2 separate regions of the Anas platyrhynchos genome follow, and region 2 is linked to region 1. Evidence: chromatin contacts called from public Hi-C data. All regions are on one chromosome and are shown on one strand. The core of a region is the stretch at or near the end of the contact, and the rest is flanking DNA. Distances in the headings are between cores, read along the strand shown. Region 1 has its middle 11 kb from the start of BAZ2B. Region 2 overlaps TANC1 (tetratricopeptide repeat, ankyrin repeat and coiled-coil containing 1).

The links. A called contact is a pair of places that touch in the nucleus more often than the background predicts.
Region 2: a Hi-C map of small yellow follicle shows a contact between it and region 1, with 2.8 times the contacts expected there. The contact joins two enhancer-like sites. A contact is called at or near these places in 4 of 8 Hi-C or Micro-C datasets (skeletal muscle, small yellow follicle and subcutaneous adipose tissue).

What each region holds. Positions count from the first base shown.
Region 1 is chr7:614,341-618,339 of IASCAAS_PekinDuck_T2T, reverse strand. No RefSeq gene overlaps it. Among named protein-coding and RNA genes, the nearest start is that of BAZ2B, 11 kb to the left of the region's middle. Within about 2 kb of position 2,224, at least 1 of the 8 cell types and tissues checked has an H3K27ac peak or open chromatin away from gene starts, as enhancers often do.
Region 2 is chr7:881,328-885,326 of IASCAAS_PekinDuck_T2T, reverse strand. All of the region lies in intron 2 of TANC1 (tetratricopeptide repeat, ankyrin repeat and coiled-coil containing 1), which reads left to right. Among named protein-coding and RNA genes, the nearest start is that of TANC1, 13 kb to the left of the region's middle. Within about 2 kb of position 1,881, at least 4 of the 8 cell types and tissues checked have an H3K27ac peak or open chromatin away from gene starts, as enhancers often do.

The DNA of each region.
Region 1 (3,999 bases), core at 975-3,474:
TTTCTGCTTTCTTAGCATACTATGCTTTCTTTCTCTCCCAGAGATTACATTTCTGGTAGTGTATACTTTCAGTAAAGCTTAAGAAATGACACCAATACAATGTTGTTTACAACCCCACCTAGCAGTCTTAAATTTTTCCAGGGTATTTATGTAGCTGACAGCCTGTACATTTAGAACTCTCTCTCTACTTGTTTCTGGCTACATTCTTCTAATTTTTATACATGAAAATCCAATTAAAATCTAAATGCATTTTACCCAGACTTTGCAAGTAAGTTTCTCTACTACAGTAGTAATTTTACAGATACTTAGCTATTTTCATTCTGAAGAGTCAAAATATGTTATAACTGCAATATAACAAGCCACAAGGCAAACTGTATATATGGATCTTGTCATTCAGTGCTAAGAATCCATTTCAGAAGTGGAAGTCAGCATCTGTTTGACAACACAGGACAACATGAGAGACCATTTAAAACAAAGAGAAATAGTTTTAACTCTGAAACTGCAGAAAGTAAGATACCCATATTTCCCAAATGAGTGCATAAGGAGTACGTGAGTATCGGTATTTTATATCGGTATTTTAATTCTTGCACATACAACCTAGAATATATAATTACAAATGCTGAGGACCTTGATTTTACATCCAAACTGAGAAACAAATAGCCTATCATCTGCAAAAGAACACTGCCTCCCGTTACAGTACAGGACGTTGATACAGAAGGTCCTCAGAGGAAAGAGTGCCATCTGCTGAATTGCTACCATACAGGAGCAATTTGTTTCCCGGGATAACTTGACTAAGAGAATTTTGCTCTTAGAAATTTGTAAATACTTGTTTCTTAACTATCTTTACACTGCTCTTCTATACAGATAAATTAGGATTCAGTCATTAAATAAATGATAACCTTTTGCTGAGACCAGTTTCTATCATAATGGGAAATATGCTCTCATTCTCTAGTGTCCTGTTTCCTGCCTGCCTACCTCATAAGGTATGGAGTTTAAGACCCTCTTTTTTGTTGTTCTTTATTAGAGCAGCAGCTATTTTAGAAAGATCCCATGGGTCATTACAGCTTATGTGTGTTTACTGACACAAATAATAACCAGAAACTCACTTCTCACTTCTTAATTCTTAGAAAGGGAAATAAATAGTAAACTGGCAGAAGAAAAACATATATTTGCAAGAAAGTTTGTCTAAGTAGGTTTTGCATGAGGCATTCATCAATGTATTTATCCTCATTAACATTCCAATATGCCATTAATTTTGAAATAACCTGTTGGATTTGAAAATCTGTATGTTCACAGTTACCTCTTCATCAAGTCATACAATCACAGAATGGTTTGGGTTGAAAGGGACCTTAAAGCCCACCCAGTTTCAACCCCCTGCCATGGGCAGGGACGCCTCCCACTAGACCAGGCTGCCCAAAGCCCCATCCAGCCTGCCCTGTTGTTTTCATCAGAAAAGTGATATAAATTCACACACACAAAAATCACAGAGAGGGAGAATCAGTGTCAGGGAAGGTCATGGCCTGTGAATATCCATTAGTGGAGTGACAGCAGCTAAGGAGGAGACGGCAAGGGGATGGGTGAGGTTGATTGGGTGGAAAAGACAATGAACTCATGTTTTGGTAGTCATGGCCCATTAGATGAGCTCCACTGCTCATGAAAGCAGCCTAAGTATAGAAAGGTAACACACTGACTAGTAAAAAGCTTATGGCCTGATCTTAGCCTTGCATCAGAACATCATTCGGTTTCACAAGTACATGTGCCCTTGAACAGGCCTCTGGCTAGGCAGGAGGAAAGGACTGTGCCAATGCTAAGTAGTACAGATCAGTCTGTGGTACCATTAAGCAACACCCTGAAGACGGCTGGAAGAGGACAGAAGCGAAATTACTGGAATTCAACTGTATATCAGCTGACCTGTCCTGAATATCCATGAATGTGCCATTCTCATAGCAAATGTGAGGTTAATGTGACCTACCTTGAAAAGGAAGAGGCTTAAATTAGGATACATTACCTAATACTTGTTATGGTCTAAGGCTGTGCCCTCTGTCAGAGTGCACGTGGCTCAGCATACAAGCAGGAGCTTGTTTAGCTCCAGGAACTCAGTCCTGTGGTGAAGCCCTGCCTCACTGCATTGCAAATCAGCCGCTCAGAATCATAGAATCGTTCAGGTTGGAAAAGACCTCTAAGATCATCTAGTCCAACCTTCAACCTAGCACTGACCTAGTACTGAGGCCAGTACTCCTAGCGTCTAGCCCACAGGCACAGGTGTCATCTTGAGAAACATTAAAAGGGTGCGTAGGTTGCATTGTTGAAGCAGCTGTTGGTATTGCTTCATGTAGTCACAGAACTCATTCATTCTTACTCCCTGCCACTGCAGCTCATGCTTTTGTATAGTTATACTACTGCTTACGTATGACAAGCAGTACGCGAGACAAGTATTATGAATCAATCGGTATTTAATTATAATATCTCTAGTAACAGTCTGTTGTTTCGATTCAGACATTCTTTGTTGAGCCAGTAAATTATACTGCATATTTGCATAGGTCCTTGTACCTTGCATTAGCATACATTACTTCAGAATCTCAGCAGAAACAAGCATGTATCTATACCTATACCTAAACACACCTTACTTAGCACACAATCCACTTCTATAGGCAATCATAAGATTTCTTGAAAACAAAACTGCATTCCTGTTTGGTGAATGCAGTTCAACACATCCATAGACACAGGATGATGGTGCCATTTTAATCACGTTTCCTATTCTTGACTCTGCATTTAGCAAATACTAGCTTGTATGATAGTCACTCATTTCCAGAAGGTTTTTAAGATTCCGTATTTAATCAGGGTGAAGAAGAGATGAAAAATCACATGCACGGAAGATGATGTTTAGCAGTACTCATAAACAAGCAGATCATTCACAGCTCCACAAACAAATGCATTCCAAGCAAAATTTTAAATGTGCTATGATTCTGGGGAATAAGTGAGATGCTAGTAGCCAGTAGCTTGACAAGTAAACTTGTAAAAATGTTTATGGCTTCTCTGGTTGAAAATTGAGTCTCTGGAGAAAAAGAGAAAGAAAGCTTTGCATTTATGTCTTCACTGTTTTTTGTTTGTTTACATTTATTTGTAGGTGGATACAGAGAAGGCCATAAAACATTGAGTCATGTCGTGTTTGCAGATTTTGTACAGTCTGAGGATTCTGTAACTTAATTTAGAGATAAGAATGCAAACTACAAAAGAAACAGGCATTATAATAAGTGCAATGAGTGTTTGAGAAGCATGTGGACTCTGACCTGATCACAGTGATAGTTAGTTCTCAAGTTTATACTTTAATCTTGTTTGCTTCCCACATAATGGAAAAATATTTCCTGAAGCAAGATAACTTTTGGAATTAGCTCATTGCAAACTCACATCTAGCTCTGAAGGAAATTTCACTAGCAAACCATCCTTACTCCGTTTGAGATCACTTTGATTCTCAAGGCTATTGAAAGCATCAGGCTCAAGTCCTTTTTCACTAATAAAATAAACAATCAGCAACTTTTTGGTTGGGGAGGGGTTACGTACGTAGAAAGACAACATTGAGGGGAAGAATACAAAAACCCTGCACAACCCTGAAAAGAGATGTGCTCGAAGGAAACAGATCGTGAGTTTTCATGCATCAAATTAATATTTTTCAGTATATATTAGTAACGAAAAAGTTTGGTTTGTCAAAGTTAAGTCCAGAACAAAACTTTATCTGCCTGAATATCAGTTTTAAACACAACATTCTGTAAAACTTCAATCAAAGAAGTTGTAAGGATCTTGACGTGGGCAAAAGCTGGAATGATTCCAGAATGAGTATGGTCCAGAAATGAGATTTAATATCTTGGAAAAACTTCTGCAAATTGCAGGAGTGCCAAATCAGTTAAAAATGGAACTTAGTAAATAAGCAAAACTGCATCAGCTGCCATGAACTGATATTATTATTATTATTTTATTTCCCTAGGGCAAAATATGTTATCA
Region 2 (3,999 bases), core at 632-3,131, 270 kb before region 1:
TGCGGGGGCTCCTCTCCACCGGCTGCAGCTCCGGCCCGGGGCCTGCTCCTGCGGGGACTCCACAGGCCGCAGCCTCCTCCAGGCCACATCCACCTGCTCCACCAGGGGCTCCTCCACCCATGGGGGGGCTGCAGCGTGGAGATCTGCTCCATGTGGGACCCATGGGTGCAGGGGGACAGCCTGCTCCACCAGGGGCCTCTCCCTGCACAGCCCGCAGGGGAACTGCTGCTGCCTGCCTGCAGCACCTCCTGCCCTCCTGCTGCACTCACCTTGGTGTCTGCAAGTCTGTTTCTCACTTCTCATTCCCCTAGCTGCTGTTGCACAGCATTTTGTTTTTGTTTTTCCCCTTTTATCAAATCTGCTCTCACAGAGGCGCAAAGAACATCGCTTATTGGCCTGGCTTTGGCCAGCGGCGGGTCCCTTTGGAGCCGTCTGAAACTGGCTCTTATCTGACGTGGGGCAGCTGCTGGCTTCTTCTCACAGAGGCCACTTCTGCAGCCCCTGCTACCAAAACCTTGCCATGTAAACCCAGTACAGAAGTGTACAGAGAATAAACTCTTCTGCTGAAGTGTTTTATAATTAAGAACACTTCCATTTCAGCCAAGTCAATCTTTTACTTAACTGTTGTATTCTGACAAGTGCTTTTCTGTAAGGTGCTTTATTTTCTCAAATTTATATATATTTTTTAAGGTGTCCTGCTTATAACAGTATTCTTAATAACAAGAACAAAACAGAAAATAAAAATTGTATTTTAAACTTTTAAAGAATAGACTTGACAGTTTTTCATCCTGTTTGTGCCATCAGCTCTGACATCTTTTTTGTTTGTGTTTGCATCATTGGTGATGCTATGATGAATCAGTTTTACCTTGTTTTAGGGAGTTTTATCTAGTTCTAGTCTGAATTTATTACTTTGCCTTTATTTAAATATGAACTACAGCTAAATTCAGAACATAAGGAACAAATACAGTTGGTTTGCTGGAATGGATCAAAGCCATGCAGGAAGCCTGCTTTTGCAAATGATGGAAGCATTTAACAAGAATGGCATGGTTTCAGGAAACAATTTATTCTGTAGAACTTCTTGATGGAAATAACATTGCTTAATATGGGGTTGTTTCTTGTCTGTAGACTTTAAAACACCTTAGAGAAGTGGGAGCGGCTGAAGACAACTGGCAATAAAAGCCATGAAAACAGATTTCAGTAAATGCTGCTAGCTACAAGGCCTTCAACATACATGTATTCCTAAATTTGATAATGTCACACCTTCTGTTTGAAGGCTTCTGGACTTCTCTGCAGGGATGAATTTCTTGAGTGAGGCTGAGTGTCTACCTCTTAGCACCTGACTCTAACATCTTGGGTGGTGCTTGGCAGAGCTGTTTGGGAATTTGGCAATGTGTAACTTTAGCTGTTCTGGAATGAATTATGGTATGTGTTGTTATTCATTGTACAGACTTAAGTCTGAATTGAGAGTACGTGACTTCTGACTTTTGTGTGAAGCCATGAAGCAGATTAAATGACAAAGGAAAAACATGTGGCTAATCTGGAAATCTACAATAAAAGGGAACCATAATGAAAGGTTTAACAAAATAAAATAACTGTTTAAAGCCTTTCTTCCTTCTGAGATGTACTCATTCAGTCTGTCCCTCTCCAAGCAGTATGCACAGATTTGCAAATAATTTTAAGCACAGTAACCTCTCCGTGCTATGCAAAATCCAACTGGTATACACACAAACATGTACATCTACTGAATTCCTCTTCAGCTGCATTGGTAGAGGAATGTGTTTCTGGAATGTAAAAATTCCTTGGCCTAATCAGTGTCGTCTGTGACACTGTTGAGCATAACTCCCAAAACAAGTTCACAGTAAGCAATCCTGTTTTGAAACCCTCACTGTCCTTGATGACCATGGTTTCAACATGCTGTTATTCCTTGTGTTCTCTTTCTGCATCTCATAGGCTGTCCTTCCTTCCTTAGCACGAGCAGGGCAGATGCTTGCAGCTGATCAGTTTAGGTGATCGGTTTAGGAGGAATGCAAATTTTTTTCATGCTTTTGAGCCATTTGTGCATTAAATCTTTTTTTAAGAGAGTAGGTGTGATGGGATTCTTTGCAGATACCCAGTATAGCATTCCTTAGAGCTTCCAGACCTAAAGCTTTGACTGCTTCTTGTCTTCCTCACCGTTAGCTGAATGGCTGCTGCTGTTCTGCGGAATACATTATTGAACCACGCTTGTACCTGGTAACTGTTTTCAGTCTTTCTCAGCTACTGTAAACTTTAAGGCACTTTGCTTTCTCTTTTCACTAGTTATCGTTTTCACTTTATTCAGTGAAACCATGCAGAGAACAATGATTCAACCTGATAGTGAACAGCCTTTTTCTTCTTGTCAAACCTGGCCATAGACCCCAGTCCTGGCCATTATTCCACTCTTACTGGATTTTAGTGGAAAACTTTTAGATAACTTTATTATTAACATACATTTCTGGCATTTCATTTGTAACAAATTACCAGTTTTTAGTTCACTCTTCAGATGAAGAGTCTATTAAAATTATGAAACCTGAGTATTTCTTACTCTCCAGCTTTCCTAGTTTGCTAAGTTGCTATACAGGTTTATCAATCACATCAAGCATAATGTAAGAAACCTCAATAGTTCAGTAGTATGAGTATACTACTTTTGCCACAAGAGGTAGCTATATGTCTACATCTTACTCAGGTTCTGCCAGCTAAGCTAGCCTCTGAAAACGCAGCTATTTTCTTAGAAGGAGGTATACTTAATGTGAAAAAAAAATGAAGTAGTTTCAAAGAAAAATAATAGATTAAGTACTGAAATCATCATTTGGTATTTCACACGGGACTCTAGCAATTGTAGAGATCCAAAGAGCATAGTCGTTACAAAACAGTTCCTTTTCCTTCCTACATTCTTGATGTTTATGGCAGTAGTCAATTAAACTGAAACATCAAACAGGGAATACAGGAAAGCACATACTACATTTATATTAGACACACTTGCATAGATAATCAGTATTTGCTGATTTTATAGGTGCTTTCATACTATGTATTTAAACTTGTTAATTTAGAAACAATTTATTCTTCCGTGAACCAGGCAACATTGGAAAATTGGATACAGCATTTCATATTTAACTGTTATGTAAAATGGGAGGAAGTTTCTGAAACTGATTTCACTTAATTATTTCAGAAGTTATTTTTATGTAAATGAATAACAAAGCTATTATAAAGTATTAGTTTTTATATAGTAGCCATCATTTTAGTTGCAAAATATACAGTTAAAGGCATACTGAAATAGAACAGTCACTAAAACGAATAGTGACCTTAAACTTTAATTCCAACCTACTTTTTTGCTCATAACCTTCTGGAATTCCTTCTAGTTTAATTTATTTTTTCCATATTTGGTATCTTTTTTTTTTTTTTTTTTTTGAAGCTCAAGAGTTAGCGAAAACTCTGAGCCTCATTTAAGCTGTACAAGCCTGAAATATTTGTTCCCTATATGTTGCTGTCAAGAAACATCAAAAACAATGACAAACAAGAATAGCTATTAAAAAATAGCTGAAATTTAAAGCTTTTAACTTGGTTTGTTCTGTGGATCTCAACCATAAAAAGTGAAAACAAGTCAAAAAGCTAAATTCAGAGTGAGATAATTTTGTTGGAGCTGTTCAAAGATGGCAGGCAACAATGGGTAGACATATAATTTTCTCTACAGTGCACATATATTTGAGTTCTGCTGTGCAAAAGTTTTTTGAGGTTTCTAAAGACAGTACTTTAAAATATTATGGATAACCCTCCAATTATGTTTAACTCTAGCCTCTAACCCTTTAGCAAGGCCAATTTTAGGCTGCTACTATCTTGAATTTTATTTTTTCCTAACTGAATTCAACTCACAAAAAGTAAATAAAGGAATTTTAAAATGTTATAGATGTATTTGTCATGACACATTTATAACTCTGACTGTCTCCAAGAACTTAACTGAAGGATAGCTTTGTTCAGAATGCC